Linked DNA regions of Oryza sativa: region 2 is linked to region 1. A link is a contact called in public HiCAR-type data. All regions are on one chromosome and are shown on one strand. The core of a region is the stretch at or near the end of the contact, and the rest is flanking DNA. Distances in the headings are between cores, read along the strand shown. Region 1 holds the start of LOC9268669 (nuclear transcription factor Y subunit B-3-like). Region 2 holds the start of LOC4339054 (selT-like protein).

Region 1 (4,161 bases), core at 1,446-3,945:
ACATCATCTACTAAACTATAACTAGAACGAATTGACGGTTTTGCCTAGGTTTAAGTCAAAATCTCAAAACCACACTTGCATATTTTGGAGACTAGTTACATGCCTGTGCGTGCAACATATCCGAAGATAAAAAAGTAATTCAGTTTTGTTTATGCCTTTCTTTCATGGGCTTTTCTAGAGCCGTTTTTTTGGAAGGGGAGGGAGAACGACTGAGATTTTAAAGTAGTTAAAGATATTATTCCGTGATTAGTTCTTGATTTCCAGTACTATTTGCATTGACACCAAATTGTTATACGCAATCTGCAGGACAAGATGAGGGAGAAACTACTCTACGCGATTACGGAAGGTCAGGGGTCCTTCCACTTATCTTGACTTGAAACTGATAGCATCTAGCTGCGCATGCCATCACACGCAGTAGAAATGTGTGTTTTGTAAGTATCACGTAGGAAAACATGGTGTAAATGTGGGTGGTTCACTGCTTAACTTACCAAGACATATGATTCGGGTGGAGCTGATGTTAGGAAAGGGAAAAAACTGAGGTGGCGCATGCCCTTCCTTCTCTGTACATAGTGGTAGTTGCCTGTAGGTGTGCTCAAGTAGTCGCGAACATGGCGACTCTCAGCTTAGCTCGCTGCTGTTGATGCAAACCTTCTCTTTTGGTGTAAATATACGTGGCTGGTGAAAATCTTCAATACTATTACTATCCATCGTTCTGTTCGCCTATTGGAGCTTATATTGCCTAATACGTTTGGAAGCATTTGTTACCAGCTCTCAGTTTCAGGACTGTCTGCTCGTGGTGCAGAGATTTCACGACGGATCAATTCTTACGATGTAAATTTCTTTTTCAACAACAGGTCGCTCTATGCTTGGGTTGGTTCTCTACCCAATCAAAAAATCGGTAGCAACGAAAATTTTGATATAGGCAGGGTTAAAGTTTTCGATAAGGTCATGCCTTGCCTTTGTGGGGACACATTTCGCATGTACGTGTTCGTGGTCATGTTGGCTTCAGCATGAGGTTGTGTCTGCATTCACTTTTGAGCTGCTGTTGTGTTTGTGTCATTGTGTGTTTCCGCAAAGCTTCGCGTTGACGCCAAAAGTTTTGCTTCGCTGGACGGCCGAAGTCGCTAGAAAATGGCGACACGGTTCGCTTCCAGATGCGATGGGAGTCCTGTGTCTGTCTGTCCCGGTTAAATAGCGGAAGGCAATCATGCGCATCTGTCGAATATATGCCGGTTAAGTATAGGTCCTGGAGATGATGATATGCTATACTAACTACTAGTATACTACTCCCCTCATGTTGTTGCTTTGTCCATAAGCCTTAAAACCTAAAAGAAAATTCTCACTTGCACAATCACTTGCAGTATCAGGCAGCTTGATCTTGCCGATCTTATTTAATTGTAATTGTGTCCGAGGATGAGGATGATAAGGTTGTTATTTAGCTGCAACATCTTGCGATCCGCAGTTGACTTTACACATACGGGACGCAAAGTGAAAGGGTAGAACACGTGCAACGGTGCAAGAGATGATAATCATTTCTGAAGAAAAGTTTTCGGTCCTCAAATACTTTGTTAGTTATAATTGTAATAGTAATTCTGTCCAAAAAGATAATGTTGTTTGCTTGGAACATCTTGACATAAAGCTGTCTGTTCAGATACCATCTGTTTGTTCCCTCAGAAAAACACGTTAGTCATGTCTGCCTTTTGTAAATATCTTGTCGTCCTATCGTTCAGTATTGATATTTTCATAGGACTATCACAGTCTTCTAGTCGTTTTAGTAAAAGCTGACCTATAATATAATTAAATGGCTTAGATGCGCATACCTTAGTTCTGGACTTGTCATCACTGCCGATCGATTTACAAGCATATCCAATTATCCATGTATGTATTCAATAGGTATTACTTAACTTATTCACTTTGCTTAAAAATACAAGTACTTGTAGAACTTTTTACAGAAACTAAGAAGCGAAATGAAATTAAACGAGTGATAATTGTGATTAGTTTAGATGAAAAATTATGTGAAAAATCTATACGAAATATGGTTGTAATTGGTTGAGATAATATAACAAGTGATGAAGTAGCTATATTTTAAAACAAAATTTAACGCTTGAAGTAGCTATTTAATTGTTGTTACAATGACACTGCTTTACAACCTATGGCAATGTAAAACCTTTAATAAAATACTCCATCCAGTCAAAAATAATTGAGGTCAGCGTCACGTATAGCAGCGGTAGCTTCTAATATTCCCGGCTAATTACCCTCCACTGATGAATGGTGATATATAACAAATGTTCACTCGTATATTAAGAACGGCATAAAATCAAATGCCTCGTGTATCAGAGGAAGAAGCGGGAAAAAAAAAGCAAATCATAAATGTTTTTTATGGCAAATCTCACATTCTATTTGTGATGTAAAACTGTAAAACCCCCACGTTGTGTGCACTCTCACCAAACGACAAACTCACCTCAATCCAAAACTTTTTTTTTCTAAAAAAAACCTAAAACAAAAGGCTACAAAAAGGCAAAAGAAAAACCCAAAAAGCAAAAAAGAAAAAAAGAAATCTCCTCCCCTAGACCCCTACACCCGGTCCACCGTGCACCGGCCAGGCAAACCCAGTCAGCCAAACCCTCACCCGTACCCCCCACGCGGCGGCGCCCGCGTCCGCCCTATATATACCCCTCCACGAACGGCCCTGATACCCCGACCCCTTCAATCGCGCCCGCCTCAGCCGCCTTCTCTTCTCCAGCGTCCGATCTCCCCCTCTCGCCTCTCCGCCTCACCTCCGCTCCGCTTCCCACCCCCGCTTCCTCTCTCTCTCCTCTCCCCCTCTCTCTCTCTCTCTCTCCTCCTCGCTTCACCACCTCGCGCCCAACCCCCCTCTCTCTCCTCTCCACGTCGCGCCCTCTCCGCGCGCGCCCGCGCTTCTATATAAGGTACGCCTACGCCTCTCTCTCCTTCGCTCGAATCCCATTTCTAGGGTTTTGGGATGCGGGGACTGATGGATCTAGGGTTTGGGTTTGGGTGGTGGTGGTGCAGGAGGGGGGAGGTGGGATGGCGGATGGGCCGGGGAGCCCGGGGGGAGGAGGGGGGAGCCACGAGAGCGGGAGCCCGAGGGGGGGAGGGGGAGGAGGGGGAGGTGGGGGTGGGGGTGGGGGGGTGAGGGAGCAGGACAGGTTCCTCCCCATCGCCAACATCAGCCGCATCATGAAGAAGGCCATCCCGGCCAACGGGAAGATCGCCAAGGACGCCAAGGAGACCGTGCAGGAGTGCGTCTCCGAGTTCATCTCCTTCATCACCAGCGAGTGAGTCGTCGCCCTCGTCCTCCCCCCTCTTGTGCTCTGCTCTGCTCTGCTCTGTCTTCTTTTGAGTTTTGAGCTTTGAGCTCGTTGTTTGACTTGTCGTTGGCGGCGATGAGATGTGACTGGGTTTTTGTTGTGGTGGGGCAACATTACAGGGCGAGCGATAAATGCCAGAGGGAGAAGCGCAAGACCATCAACGGCGACGACTTGCTGTGGGCGATGGCCACGCTGGGCTTCGAGGACTACATCGAGCCCCTCAAGGTCTACCTGCAGAAGTACAGAGAGGTGCGTACTGATGTGGATGTTTGGAATTGGGGTGATTCTCTGTTGATTTAAAAAGGTTTAGTTATTGCTTTGCGAGTTAGGTAGGGACATCGCTAGTTTGCTTTTTCGAGGTGTGTCTGAATTACTAATAACTTGCTTGGTAACCTTAATATTATTAGGGAGTATACTCTAGTAATTTGTTCAACTTGAGGACGGATGGATAACTTGTAATGTTTGTGGTATGAGCTAATTTCTTTAGCTCATGTTGCTTTGGAAGAAAGATTCTTGTCAGCAAATCTTGCTTTATGATTCCAATTTTATACCGTGAAAGGAATGGTTGGAATATGGTGTTAGTACATTAATTAATTAATTGAAAGCTGTTGCTTGGACCTGAAAACACAGCAGTGATCATTTGCAGTAACCTACTAACCTTGTACCAAGTCCAAATTTTTATGAATCGTTGAGCTACTAAAATGCTATTTAATTCATTTACCATGTTTACCGTCAATCTTAAATTTTATAAGATCCAATGCAAATACAGTAAAATGTTTTGAATCAACCAGAGATCCTATAAAAAGATCACCTTTACACTGAAAGTTTA
Region 2 (4,549 bases), core at 1,067-3,566, 160 kb before region 1:
GGCACCAGAACTTTGTAGGAAAGATTGCGCAAAATTGCCAAATAGCCAGATTGTTGCCATGGTTCCAAATCTATTGGCACGCAGTGAGTAGTACCATGGGGGTGGAACCATTCCAAGTCTGGGGAAAATATGATCACCAGCCATTATTGTTGCAATGGCTCCAACCTGAAGAATTGGCACAAGTTTGCCAAGTACACGTTTGGGGAAGGGTGGAGGGTAATTGTGCAAGATAACATGAATGCCTGGAAATGATGTTTCCAGCATGCGCTTCATAGTCATTGCAGTCCCCCTACAAAATGTTACTCAAACTATCAGTGTAACCTGCAGATGCAAAGCATAGAATCTATTGAATTGTCTTTTGGATGGACAAAAGATATTTTTATAAATTAGAAAGAAGAGGAGAGGCTATTTAGGCACACAACTTTAATTGCTCTTTCAACTAAAATCCATTAGTAATCAAGGTAAGACAACAAGTACCAAAGTCCACAGATTGAGAAATATACATATCAAACTTTAACTATAATAACTAATTATGTTCTATGTTATAAATACAAAGTAAATTAAGTAAATACTCATGCTTTCAGCTTAGGAGATCTATATCCATATATAACAATTTTTTATATGGTCCATATCACATTTTATTGCATGCAATATTTCACTGTAACCTAAAATTCAATTGTCTGGTAACAGTATACAAATAATTCAAAGAGTTCTTTTACTGCCTATTGAGCATTTTTGGAATGTCCTACTACTTTGTCATAGCATGATCTTAGAGCAAACTTGTGGTATTTGTCTGAGTAATCAAACTTTCCATGGAACAAATAAGCCTCCTCAGGTGCATAACTAATTCCATGGAACAAAATGTGTTTTACCAAAAAAATAGAGAGTGTAGGAACATCGCAACAAGTTAAGCATAAAAAGTAAAATCTGCAAATATCTATTGATCCACAACGAATCCAAGCTAAAACTTTCTGATCCCAAAGCTATAAGTAGGGAAAGTGTGATATTCAGTGAATGCACAAATACCGGCATTTCATACTAACTGAATCACACATACTCGGCATTGGCATGTAACATCTGAAATTCTGAACGCAAGCTAGAGGCTTATATGTGCAAAGCAGCTGAAAGCATGGATCAGCACATATATGCAATGTATCATCACAAATTGTCTCATCTCAAAATAGAAAGAGCTAAATGAGATGAGTGTCATAGGCGGTGGGCAGAGAGATCGAGGTCTTAGGGACGGGATAGAGTCGGTTGGATAGGATTAGACTGGGTCCTCCCCTCCATCCTTATATAGGTGATTCACACTGTGTATGACTGTTATCATTTACATTTTTCTTTCTAATATGTCCAACAGATCATTCACACTGTGTATTAACGATAACTGCAGAACCCATATCCCATACAAAGTTCCCCACTACTGCTAAGATGTAATCGTGAATTTAAGAAGCGAACTGGAGTGAGGCTTACAACTACCAAGCATGGAGTGTTATGAGTGTACATATGAACACAGGACGTATGGCAGTAATCGATCATATGTAGCACTAGAGTGGAGTACCAAGCAATCCCACCTAGCAAATCTTTGTGCGGAGTAGATTTTTTTTTAGATGGTTTTGTGCAGGATAAATCGAACTGAATATTATCAACTGTGGCAAGCACACAACTAAGCCGCTTGGTGCTCGCTACAACAATAGTATGCTCATTTAATCTGCACAGAAATAATCCAACGAACCAACTGCGGCCACTGATACCACATGAACGCAAAACACACTGGACTAACGAAACTCACTTGTACGAGCAGGAGGCGCAGAATTGCAGCTCGACGGTGGTGCCATATCCAGCTCCATCAACGTTAGCCTGCTACAACCGTGCCAAACCCCCCAAAAAAAAGAAAATCAGCACGCCGCTTAGATCGCAGCAACAGAAACTCGGGCTAGGGTTCACGACCCACCCACCTGTATGGCCTCCGCGGCGGGATCGGGGTGAGGGTGGGGGTGATGGTGCGGCGGATGCGGGTGGTGAGGCGGGTGGGGGTGATGCGGCGGATGCGGGTGGTGAGGCGGGTGGGGGTGATGCGGGGGGTGGTGGTGAGGCGGATGGGGATGGTGGTGCGGCGGGTGGTGGTGGGGGTGCCGGAGATGCGGCGGCGGCGGCGCGAAGATGTGGGAGAGGTCGGAGAGGAAGAGGAGGGCGGGGAGACCGACGAGGAGGAGCTGCACGCGGTCCATGGCTTACCACTACTCACACTGCTGCGCTCCGCGTCGCCTCCTCCTCCTCCCAACCTTTTGAGAGGACGCGGAACGGAAGGAGGACGACCCGCGACCGGCGACGCGATGCGATGAGGGAGCGACGAAGCTTCCGCTTGGGTCACTGACAGGTGGGCCGCGGATATGCGGGTCCCAGTTGTCAGTGGGAGTTTATAGGAACAGCGCGAACAAGGCCGGGAAGGTGGGGGAATCTTTGGTAGTGGTCGGGCTCCGTCGCTCCGATGGTGAAGGCCGACCTCCGTCTTTTTGGGTCGCGCGGTGTTCTGCAAGAGTGTCTCGTTGGGCTCTAGGCCTCCTGGGCTAGATTGGAAATATGGGCTCTAGCCCTCTGCGATTTGCAGACCATTTGGTGGAATAAGTCTATGTTGCCTACTACCTCATTTGTTGCTCTCGGTCGAATCGCATCCCTCATCACAAAACTGGTTATAACACCTCCCTCAGCTTCTAGAACTAGTGCAAATCAATTTATTCAGAGATTTAGCAAGCAGTTTATGCTGATGTGGTAGGTTGACTTGGTCCATCTGTGCTAATGTGGAAGCCTAGTCATCAAATGAATTGAAAATAAAAGTGGGGCCGTAACAAGGTAAAAAAGAAACTATAGTGCCCACTTGTCAGCCCTATTCCTCCCCTCTCAATCTCGACGCACCATGCAGACGCAACCCGCATCTCAACATGTCGCCTTGGCGTCATTGCCGCAGGAGGAAGGGGAGGGGACTGTCACGGCAGTCGGCAGCAAAGGATGCGCTTGGCGGGCGGAAGAGGACAGCAATGATGATGACACGCGGGGCCCACAACAATGACTACCACCGCTGTAGCCCTCTCTTCCCCTCATGTTGCCATCTTCCTCCACGGCAACCTCGAGGTTGACGACCAGGAACATGAATAGGTTGGTGTGGAATCGATCGAGGCGGAGCTCACACATGCGGTGGGGGCAGAGTGGTATAGGAGGAAGGTGAGGTTGGTGAGGAGCACAAGGAAGAGGAGGAGCGGGAGCGTGCGAGTGGAGGTGGACAAGGACATAAACAAATAATAGCATCGGTGGAGGATGAGGAGGCAATGGAATGAGGGAGAGAGATGGGTGGACGACACATGGGGGCCACTATGATATTTTAGTGGCTGTTTGGATTGTAGCCAAAATAAACCTTACTAAGTTTTGTCAATGCCAAAATTTTGGCATAATAGTAATAATTGCCAAAATTTTGGCAGGATTTCTTATGTATTGACCAAATTTAGCAACAAACTAAATGTAGACATTTTTTTGGCAGCTTTACCAAAAAATGATATAGTTAAAAATAGCATAAAAGTGAACGTGCCCTTAAGTTTTTCTGCTGACTCGGCAAGTCAAACGTGGTTAGCTTACCATGTCAACGTAAACCACTTTCTAAATCATCGAAGGAATTGATTTGCACCGATTTCTGAAGTTGAGGGATGTGTTATATCCAGTTTTGTGGTTGAGGTATGCGATTCGATCAAGGTAAAAGAAGAGGGAGGCAAAATAGACTTATTCCCAAATGGGTAGCAATTAGCATCGGCCCAATTCCATACCACCATTGTGATCAAGTCAAGCACTATTCCAGCATGACTGGGCGCTTTTCTGGTAAATTTCGGTGCAGCTTTGGGAGAACGGGAGCTACTACGAGTCTACGAGCTACCTCTACCGGCGGGAAGAAAATGCTCTACTCCAAAGGCGATTCCTGTGCAATTTCCTCGACTTACGTCTTTTGAGAGAGAATCTTCTCTCTACCGCCTGAATGCTACGAGAACAGCTTCAAATATTTCCTTTCTTCCAGCGACACGCCATAAGTGCTCACCACTCGAACTCGTGCGGTAAAACTTTGGTGGTGTAAGGCGAAAGTGAAACGTGCAATCATTAACCGAACTCCGAACTGTGCACTCCAGTGTCCACTCCAACTCGTTCAGTCATCTCGGCTTATATGGTCCGACAGGCGACAAGGCGACATTGTGGCACCATATCAACAGCAGCAACAGACACGCAGCGGTCGGTTTTAGGCTTCCCTACGATTATTACGAGTTGACGGCTAGTTCGAAAATTGAAACTCCACATATTGAAATATCATATTAACATTGAGTAAAAAAGCGATTTATTACAATATACTCCATCCATTCCAAAATATAAGGCACAGTCACCCTTAATCCAAAGACCAAGAATGTAGTTTGAATCATCCTAATAAATGTAATGCATGCATCCAATAGGATTAGATAACATGAGAGTGGAGAATTTGAAAAAGTAATAATTTAATAGAGAAGATGCCATGGTT

Evidence for each region. HiCAR-type assays count read pairs that join an accessible place to other places.
Region 2: a contact with region 1 is called in a HiCAR-type map of leaf, with 2.1 times the contacts expected there. The contact joins the promoter of LOC4339054 here to the promoter of LOC9268669 in region 1. A contact is called at or near these places in 2 of 15 Hi-C or Micro-C datasets (leaf and seedling) and 1 of 4 datasets of contacts at active chromatin or transcription factors (leaf).

Annotation. Positions count from the first base shown.
Region 1 is chr5:22,886,186-22,890,346 of ASM3414082v1, reverse strand. It overlaps LOC9268669 (nuclear transcription factor Y subunit B-3-like), which reads left to right and starts at 2,695. Exons shown (of 8, transcript NM_001404884.1): 1 at 2,695-2,930; 2 at 3,034-3,299; 3 at 3,452-3,581. The coding sequence starts at 3,049. It overlaps LOC4339037 (E3 ubiquitin-protein ligase UPL4), which reads left to right. Exons shown (of 17, transcript XM_015784234.3): 17 at 307-721. The coding sequence ends at 372.
Region 2 is chr5:23,044,089-23,048,637 of ASM3414082v1, reverse strand. LOC4339054 (selT-like protein) reads right to left here and starts at 2,316. Exons shown (of 4, transcript XM_015781897.3): 1 at 1,959-2,316; 2 at 1,793-1,860; 3 at 1-289. The coding sequence starts at 2,231.